2 separate regions of the Macaca mulatta genome follow, and region 1 is linked to region 2. A link is a contact called in public Hi-C data. All regions are on one chromosome and are shown on one strand. Each heading gives the region's core, a stretch centred on a gene start, on an enhancer-like site or on the middle of the called end of the contact. The rest is flanking DNA. Distances are from core to core; before and after follow the strand shown. Region 1 holds the start of DLX1 (distal-less homeobox 1). Region 2 holds the start of METAP1D (methionyl aminopeptidase type 1D, mitochondrial).

Region 1 (4,737 bases), core at 1,077-3,576, 97 kb after region 2:
CTGGAATACACTGTCCCTAGGCAGCCCGGCCGTCGGGTTTCCTCACGCCTTGCCCTGAGCTCCCGGAATTACCAATTCCACTTTCCCCGGTCCCAACCCCGACCCCGCGCCCGCCGCGGCGATCACTTACGTGGGCAAGGCCCTCAGGGCACGCGCAAGAGACCCGGGGCCCGGGCAGTATCCAAGCGACTGTGCTAGGCACACGGCATGGCACTCCGCACCCTAAAACAGGCACTAGTAAGGAGCAATTAAAAGCACAAGTGCGACACAGAAATCAGGACGAGCCGAGCGGCTCCAGGAGTTGCCTGGTGGCGGAATCATTAGCTGGCTGTTGCTACAAAGCCTCACCGTGTGGTTCGGTGATTAAGAAAAAAAAAATCTTTTAAACGTTGGCAAACCCGTTATTGGTTTGGCCTATTGGGTTTTTTTTTTTTTTCTTTTGTTTTTCTTTTTGCTCCAACCACGCTGCCTGAAATATTTCTGCCCCCAGCACTGTGCCCTTAAACCAAAGGAGAGGAATTCTGCGGGCAGCAGCAGCTGGTACAGAAGTTAAAAAAAAAAAGAGAAACCCCCTCTACTAACATCTATAACGACAGCACCGATGTAATTTGTTTTGAATGTTCATTTTTATTGGTGTTCCCTCTGCCAAAATGCGCTTGATTACAGAGGTTTGTCCTGTGATCATTGCACACTCCAGACAGGGGAAGGTGCAGCGATGAAGGTTCAGCTCAGGCCAGATCAAATCCCGAGCTGTTTAACGCTGAAAGGCTGCATGTTGCTATTAGTGTTAAATATATGGCTAATTATGCGTATGAAAATTAAACATCAGTGTTATGCTAATGGAGCGCCTTCAGCTGCGGATCTGAGCACTTGAGACTACCATTTAATCAAATGAATCAGTAACTAATACATCTGCACGTGTGAACTTTCACAAGATCATTTTCCCGTTCCCGTCACACCGCTAAATTATGAAAGAAATAATTATCAACACTTTCTAATTACCTAACAAAGTAATTTGGGATTCACCGTGGGACTGGCGGGTTGGGGAACCAACATCCACTTACAGCCAGGGTGGTGTGCGCCACACCGCGAGGGGGTGGCTGTATTGGTAGTAGTGGCGATGGGTTGGGGGCTTTTGTGCAGTTTTTCGTACCTAGCACCTCAGAAGACAGAGGGAGCAGCGGCAGCTCTTGCCTCCACTAGCCCTGCCCCCTAGGCCCGGTGGCGCGCGCTTTGGCCACTGGAGAAAGATACTGGGTGGCAACGCGAGAGGTATACACACAGATAGGGGAGCCTACTACAGGCTGGGTTTGCTGCGGGTTTCGGTGTCCCCCAGGGACTCCTAAACTCTGGAAGTCTCGCTAGACCTCAGGAGGCCGGAAAATGATCACCTGGCGTCCGCGGCTTCAGCAGATCTGAGCCCCTAGGCCCCCTGGGCTCCACGCTGAGCCGCGCTCTCGGGGCGAGTGAGCCCGGGGCTCTCCGCGCAAGGGAGTGGAGAAGGGAGGGGGAGGAGGAGGAAGGCTGGGAGGGAAAGAGGATGTGTGTGTTGGGGGAGGGGGCGGCGCAGTCGCCTTTCCTGGGAGGAGAAGCGCGGGTTCCTGGCTCTCCACGCGCACTGCTTTAATCAGACCGTGCAGCCTCGAGCTGGAGTGGCCAGCTGGGCCTGAAGCAATGCGAGCGGGCCCCAGGGAGCGACGGCGGCGGCGGCGCAGCGGCCGAGCGAGTGAGTTCGCAGGGAGGGCCCCTAAGCCCCGACTCCAGGGATGTGGCAGAGCGTACCCGGGCCGGGGAGGCGCGGCCGAATGGGCGCCGCGCTAGGCACAAGGCTCTTGGGAGGACCTCTGTCTGTTGGCCGCCTCGGGCGCCCCCCAGTGCGCGACTCCGCGCTGGAGAGGCAGAGGTCAGGCTCCTCCCCAGCAGCCCTAGCTCTGCGCCGGACTGAGTGGCAGCGACGAGAAGCGGTCCAGGGTGTCTGGCGTTAGGGACCGCTGAAGGGTGGGGACAGTGGCAGGGGGGCGGCGGCGCCGAGCCGCTGGTTGGTTCCTGGGGAGGAAGGCACGCGAGGGAGGCGGGAGGCCGATGAGCCGCGGGTCGCAGCGGTCCCGGCGCAGACGCCGGAGCCCATTGTGCTTCCTGCCCGGCGCGCTCTGTTGCAGAGCAGCCCCGGCCGGGAAGTGTGGATGCGACTCTCCCGAGGCCGGGCCGCCTCGCCCGCTCTAGTCCAGCGGAGCCCGAGCGCCTCGGACCAATCCCCAGTGATTATGCAAGACAGCGGACCAATCAGCTCCGCCAGCTCATGAATATTTATGACCTTGGCTGAGTCAAAGCTTTGAACCGAGTTTGGGGAGCTCAGCAGCATCATGCTTAGACTTTTCAAAGAGACAAACTCCATTTTCTTATGAATGGAAAGTGAAAACCCCTGTTCCGCTTAAATTGGGTTCCTTCCTGTCCTGAGAAACATAGAGACCCCCAAAAGGGAAGCAGAGGAGAGAAAGTCCCACACCCAGACCCCGCGAGAAGAGATGACCATGACCACCATGCCAGAAAGTCTCAACAGCCCCGTGTCGGGCAAGGCGGTGTTTATGGAGTTTGGGCCGCCCAACCAGCAAATGTCTCCTTCTCCCATGTCCCACGGGCACTACTCCATGCACTGTTTACACTCGGCGGGCCATTCGCAGCCCGACGGCGCCTACAGCTCAGCCTCGTCCTTCTCCCGACCGCTGGGCTACCCCTACGTCAACTCGGTCAGCAGCCACGCTTCCAGCCCCTACATCAGTTCGGTGCAGTCCTACCCGGGCAGCGCCAGCCTCGCCCAGAGCCGCCTGGAGGACCCAGGTACGTGCGCTTGCCAGGGAGAGGGAGAGGAGGAGGTACAAGGGAGAGAGGGAAAGAAGGAGCGGGGGAGAAGAGGAGAGGGAGAGAGAAAGAGAAGAGAGGAGAGCGAGGTGGGGTGGGGGTGGGGAGGGCACGGGAGCAGTGGAGGTTTCGAATATCAATCTATAGATCCTTGTCACAGCAAATAAATTTTTTTTAAAATTCACTCAATTTGCAACTATCCAGCAAAGGATAAATCCCAGAGCGTCTCCTGGCACTGGCTGGGCCTCTGGGCGGCTCGGTGTGCAGAGCACACAATGCCCCGCTGGAAAACAGAAACCCACATGTGCACGTATTAGTCTCGGTAATTATTTATTGCGTAGTGCTATAAACAATGTATGCAATTAAGGGTAATTAAACCTCAACTACCGCCTGCAAAAATAGCAAACTTTCCCTGCAAAGGCAGGGGCTGCGCTTCTGGGAACGGCTCTATCCCGCCTGCAGTGGCCCGGGACAGGCCCTCGGATTTTGGGGGACCCTTCCCTGGCTTTCAGAGTTTCTTGAACGTTCTCTCCCTGGTCCTGCCTCCGCCACCCTTCGGTAGCCACTCGCTCTCGGCTGTTCGCACTAAAGGCGGCCCCTCGTATTAACAACGGGCCCTGCTTCTGCTGTCCCTCCAGGGGCGGACTCGGAGAAGAGCACGGTGGTGGAAGGCGGTGAAGTGCGCTTCAATGGCAAGGGAAAAAAGATCCGTAAACCCAGGACGATTTATTCCAGCTTGCAGTTGCAGGCTTTGAACCGGAGGTTCCAGCAAACTCAGTACCTAGCTCTGCCGGAGAGGGCGGAGCTCGCGGCCTCTTTGGGACTCACACAGACTCAGGTACCTCGCCGCTGCCGCTCCGTTCCGCCACGCAGGCTTTCCGCGGCCTGCCTGCGCCCGGGTCTTCATTTCTTGCTCGCTGTGCCTCACGGTCGGGGTGTCACTGTGTGTGTGTGTTTGTGTTCACCCCTGGCTCTCAGCGTGTCTCCTTCCTCCCTCATCCTCCGCCCTAGCTCTGTCGCTGCTCTCGGTATCCCGAGCTGCCCGCAGCCCGGCCCTCTGTCCCCGGACAATCTGATTAGGGCGCAGGAAGGAATTCCCTAGACGTTTTGTTTGGGAACTCTGAGGTCACACGTGCCTAAACAACTGGAACAATAGACTCGGGGCTTAATCCCTCCCTTGCCTTTAAATTGTGTGACTAATCACTCGGGGCCTGGGTCTGCGCCTCGGCCTCCCTCCTCCTCCTCCTTCTCACAGGTTGGGGGTGGGGGGAGAACCTTTCCTCCGCCCTCTCACCTCTCAAGTCCCAGATCTTAGAGGAGAAACGGGACCGACCTTCCCGGCTTTCTCTAAGACTCCGGGGAGCCCGTGAGCGTTCTGACGGCGGCGGGCGCGGGCTTCCAACGTCCGGTCCGGGATTTGGAGCAGAGCTGGAGAAAGCAAACAGACCGTAGGGCAAGGAAGGTTTTGAATCCAAAGAAAAGTTCCCCAAAACCTTGAGGCCTCCTTAGTCCGTCCCAACTCAAGGGCAGAAAGGATGTCGCATAGAAAAGTTGGGTCGCATTGCAAATAAATTTCCTCCACTCCTTCCTAGGTTTTCGATTCTTTTATTGATGTTGATATTGGAATTGCGGGCTCGGTGTTGTGCAGGCGCTGTATCTTCCGCAGGCGGTAGCCACGGTCGGACTGAGCCCCTGGCAGGCTAAGGCCTGGATCCCAGTTCGCCCCTCACCACGACTCCTCCCTGGCTCTCTGAGAGCTGCCCCCATGGGCTGACGGCGGAGGGCGGTTAGGCCTTCGAGGCTTTGGCTCTTATGGGGGAAGGGAGAAAGGAGGGATGTCTCTGCTTCTCTGGCAGAGGGCTGCCAGCTGGCGCAGGG
Region 2 (5,173 bases), core at 2,306-4,805:
GGGGTTTTGCCGTGTTGACCAGGCTGATCTTGAACTCCTGACCTCAGGTGATCAGCCCACCTTGGCCTCCCAAAGTGCTGGGATTATAGGCGTGAGCCACTACTCCCGGCCTGTGTTTTCAAATATATTATAGTAATCCTAATATATATATATATAAATATATATATAAAAATATAAATAAATCTAAACTTGTGAGACAAATTACAAGATGATGTTATTTACTGTAAGACAAACATTTTAAAAAAAATTATTTACTTCATGTCGCATAATCCCTTAGAGCATTTAAAAATGCAAATATTCAATTAAAAATTCAATACATACATTACAGAACCTGCATAATTTAAATTTTATTACAAACTATATACAACTTTAGAAAAACTCATGGTATAAGTCTATAATATCATTAAGTTCAAGAAAGAGGAAGGAAAAATGGGCTTTTCAAAAATATGCATATCGGAATTTATTTGATTTATACATTTTATAAATAAAAAGATTTTAAAAGAAGTGAATAAGACATGGTCTTCTGAAAATCAAGGTAAAGACCTATAAAATAATAATCACAATTAATAAAAATATTTTAACATTCAAGAATGAATTTTTGGACATAAACTGAAGGTATTACCTTATCCTTTATTTCTTGAACCCTGGTTTTGAAAATTTATTCAACTTTTTTTTTTTGAGACAGAGTCTTGCTCTGTCGCCCAGGCTACAGTACAGTGGCACAATCAGCTCACTGCAGCCGCAAATTCATGGGCTCGAGCGCGCCTCCTGCCTCAGCCTCCCAAGTAGCTGGGATTATATGCATGTGCCACCACATCTAGCTAGTTTTTAAATTTTTTGTAGAGATGGAGTCTCACTGTGTTGCCCAGCTGGATCTCCAACTCCTGGGCTCAAGCTATCCTCCTGCCTTGGCTTCCCAAAGTGTTGGAATTACAGGTGTGAGCCACTGCATCCGGCCGAACTATTCGATTTTTTATTCAAGAATCCCAAGTACATAATCTGACTAATGGTGAGAATTCAAATCAGTGAAGTGCCATAATATAATTAACCTTCATTTCACAGATAGAAGCATGGACAGAAATGGAGTAGAGAAGTGACTCAGTAGTGGTTACTCATCTAAATAAAAGCACTCTAATGCTCAAGATCACAGAATGTTAAAATTGCAAGGGATCCTAGATATCAGTGATCCAGCCCTTTACCTTGTTGGTCACTATGTATATATCTGCCCCCCCCCCCCCCGCCTTTTTTTTTTTGAGAGAGTCTTCCTCTGTGGCCCAGGCTGGAGTGCAGCAGCGGGATCTCGGCTCACTGCAAACTCTGCCTCCCAGGTTCAAGTGATTCTCCCGCCTTAGCCTCTGAGTAGCTGGGATTACAGGTGTGCGCCACCATGCCTGGCTAATTTTTGTATTTTTAGTAGATACAGGTTTCACCATGTTGCCCAAGCTGGTCTCCAACTCCTGGCCTCAAGTGATCTGCCTGCCTCTGCCTCCCAAAGTGCTGGGATTACAGGCATGAGCCACCAAACCTGGCCTATATCCTATAAATTGATGGCTTTGGCAGACATGTGCTGGCAGCTTTTAACCCTTCTACTGTGAGAAGGATGTGTAGGAGAGAAGCCAGATCCAGGGTCAGTGGATGAGCTATCACCTGTGCAAGTTCATATTTGCTTCATTTCTAGCTCATCCCAGATATATACATTCCATGCTGAACTTATTGAGGATTTCCTCACTGGATTCCACTACTGCTGGTGCCACCTGGGTCCTCATAGTGTTTCCTTTTCCTTCTAGTTGTAGGGGAATAAAGCATTCCTTTATTTTCCAAGGGTTGGCTGAGTTAAATCACATGAACATGTGTTCTCTTTCAAATGTGTTTGAAACTGGGCTTGATGCCTTAAGGAATTTTGCTAGGGACATCTAGATTTCTTTTTTCTGCACACTTCTTAAGACTCGTGGCCAGCTAACTCTCAGGCTCCTTTGCTGCACTCAGATTGCTGGCTTCAGTTATACAGAGGAAAGACTTGCCACATTCAAAAATGCTTTCCCTGGAATTGAAATGAGTTTGCGAAAGGTAGGGCTTGAAGTAACCCATAGGATTACATTTTATTCTCAGTCTTGTACATCTTATTTACCTTGTTGGAAAGCATTATTTCTCTTTATCTTTCAAGGTGACCCAAAAGCATCCAAAACCAGGTTTCCAAGAATTATAGCCTGTGTCCTCTAATGAAATGCCAACATTCACTCTCTTTAAAAGTAAAAATATCAAGATTATGTAGTCATTAAAAAGAGTAAGTTTGAACTAAGTGTTCTAAGATTTGATGTCTATGATGAGTGGAATGGAAAAAGCAAGTCATAACAGTAAGTATATGATTCTGTTTAAAATACTTACATTTGCCTGTGTGTAAAAGGCAAAGATCTGGATTGAGCACACGGTGGTTAACCGGGGAGTGGGACTGTGGTGTGTACAGAGGGCGAGGAAGGGGCTTGCACTTGTTCCTTAACTCATTTCTGAATTGTTCTGAATTGTCTAGATTATTCACTGAGTTAGTAGTGCTTAAAAATTAATTAGAAGACATCACACACATTCACCGAGAATCCTTATCAATCTTTACTGCATTTAAAGTCTGGAAACGGTTACATTCTCAGTTTGACTGGTTTCATGCAGTGTTCAATTGCTTCACCTGACACTCCTCGGGTATCAGGTTCTGTGTCAGGCACGGAAGCTACTAAGATGAATAACACCTGGTCCATGACAGGATGGCATCTACCCCAGAACACAGGTAAGAGAGACAGTGAATTTGGTAAAAATGGGCACCGTCATCAGTAGGCATACATCAGCTCCCTCATTTGATTCACAATTGGCCTTCTGCAGGCTTCATCTCTTGGCAATGCAATTGGCAGGCGTCATCCTTTTATACTTAAACTCCAAGTTTAGGATTAAGACTCCAGTTATTACTGCCAAGTACAGAAGGCGTCCTTGGGGAAAGAGAAGTCTCCTGAGCATACCCACTGGGGTACCTAGAATAGATTTTGCAGCGACACACAGATCCTGTGTTGTCTGGAGTCTCTGCTGAGTAATGTAGATTCTGGGACAGCAAAAGGGAAGCTGGTGACTTTGAACCAAATTTTACCTTTCAACTGAATCCAGGGGAATAATTTGCAACAGAGTGGCAGATGATACAAAGTGCTATGTTGAACACTAGATTGTGCTTTATTTTTTCCGCCCAACTTCACGTTTCCATGCACCACAATGTTGATGCTATAAATATTGGATGCCACGCTTACCTGACAGGCTTCTTCCATCCCACCTGGGCGCGGGGGCTCAGAGCGAGCGCGAGAGCCGCGGCTGGAGCCCGCCTCTCGCGGCTGGAGAGGACTCAGCCGGCCGCAGGTTCTGCTGCTTGCCCGGGTGCCCTAGTCGCTTCCCCGCCAGGGCTCCCGCAGTCAGCCCCACGCGCGCACGCGCGTTCACCTCGGGCGGCCTCGACGCCTCAGGGCTTCGGCAGAGATGCGACTGGCCGGCTCCAGCTGGCAGGGCGGTGAGCGAGTGCTCGCGGCCACGTGACCGACGCCAACATGGCGGCGCCCAGCGGCGTCCACCTGCTCGTCCGCAGAGGTAAGCGCGTGGAGGACAATCCTGTGAGGGTTCACACGGTTGTTCACTCGGTACGCACCCGGGTCCAAAGGGATGCACACCCGCGCTGAGAATTCTCGGCGCACACGACTGTACTTTCAGTCTTTACAGACACACGCAGGCACACACGATGACACATTCACACACCCCAGGAACACACGCAAAAATTTGTTCACTGATCACCCGCCTAGACCACGTCACCACGTGGCATCTATTCGCAATTACTCCTTGAGATTTGCGGGCCATCGTCTGAAGTTTTTTTTCCCAACTTCGGTTGTATCATTAGTGTAACAAACATTTATTCTGTATGCCGAACGAAGAAACCTATGGTAATTCTGAAATGCATCTGGACACCCGATTTCCTTCCCTAGAGCTTATGTAGACATGCCTTTTGGGGACTTGCAAAATGTGATTGTTTTCTTCCAGTGACTTAAAGTTAAGAAGATAAGAAAAGATGTCTGGGCAGTTCTAAGTAGGTTTTATCCTGCGTGAGTGTTGAGATTTTAGTATATATACAAATGCCTTTGCAGCAGAATTGGGGAAATCTTTGTTGGATTTGAACTAGGTTCTGAATCTTTGTTGGAAAGAACTGGAAAGTTTTTTCAAGGACGGGGAAAGAGGAAAACTCATACTTTGAGGAGCTACTTAAGTGTCAGGCATGTAGGAACAGTTTTGTGAGGTAAATATTATTTTCATAGTAATAGCTACTGTTTATTAAGTGCCTTTTAAGTACACGATACTGTGTTAAGCGCCTTACATATGCTTGCTTCCTTTTAAAACTCAATGAGTGAGACCCTGGGAGGTCGAGAGGCTGCAGTGAACGGTGATCTTACCACTGCACTCCAGACTTGGCAACAGAGCCAGACCCTGTCTCAAAAACAAAAACAAAAACAAAAACCCTGTGAGTTAGGAATTATTTTCTCTTTGCAGAAGGGAAAAGTGAGGCTAGAGAGGTTAAGTAACATGACTAAGGTCACACAAATGGTAAGAGGCAGAATGTTCATTTGAACATGATTCTAATTTTTTTTTTTAAACTCATTTCTCTGTACTGCATGACATGGTCACTCCATAGAAGTCTGTGTGTAAAGTTCAGCAGAGACAGTACAGGATGAGTGTGTGCAAGAAGTGAAGAGAGCCCGGGCACGGTGGCTCACGCCTGTAATCCCGGCCAAGGCGGGTGGATCACTTGAGGTCAGGAGTTCAAGACCAGCCTGACCAACATGGTGAAACCCCATCTCTGCTAGTATACAAAATTAGCTGCACATGGTGGCACATGCCTGTAATCCCAGCTACTTGGGAGACTGAGATAGGAGAATCGCTTTAACCCAGGACGTGGAGGTTGCAGTGATCCGAGATCGCATCACTGCACTCCAGCCTGGGCAATAGCGAGACTGTCTCAGAAAAAAATAAAATAAAATAAAAATAATAAAAAATAAGAAGTGAAGAGGAAGATATTTTTAGAGAGGAAGAAGGTTGGTAATGCAATAGACTTCAGTGTTAGTGGAGATGAGAAAGGAGCCACAGGAATATTGGAGGGAGAGAT

Evidence for each region. A called contact is a pair of places that touch in the nucleus more often than the background predicts.
Region 1: a contact with region 2 is called in a Hi-C map of liver, with 2.1 times the contacts expected there. The contact joins the promoter of DLX1 here to the promoter of METAP1D in region 2. A contact is called at or near these places in 3 of 14 Hi-C or Micro-C datasets (fetal cortex germinal zone, fetal cortical plate and liver).

Annotation. Positions count from the first base shown.
Region 1 is chr12:77,017,430-77,022,166 of T2T-MMU8v2.0, forward strand. DLX1 (distal-less homeobox 1) reads left to right here and starts at 2,327. Exons shown (of 3, transcript NM_001260619.1): 1 at 2,327-2,838; 2 at 3,498-3,697. The coding sequence starts at 2,526.
Region 2 is chr12:76,919,303-76,924,475 of T2T-MMU8v2.0, forward strand. It overlaps METAP1D (methionyl aminopeptidase type 1D, mitochondrial), which reads left to right and starts at 3,556. Exons shown (of 9, transcript XM_077957195.1): 1 at 3,556-3,612. The coding sequence starts at 3,573.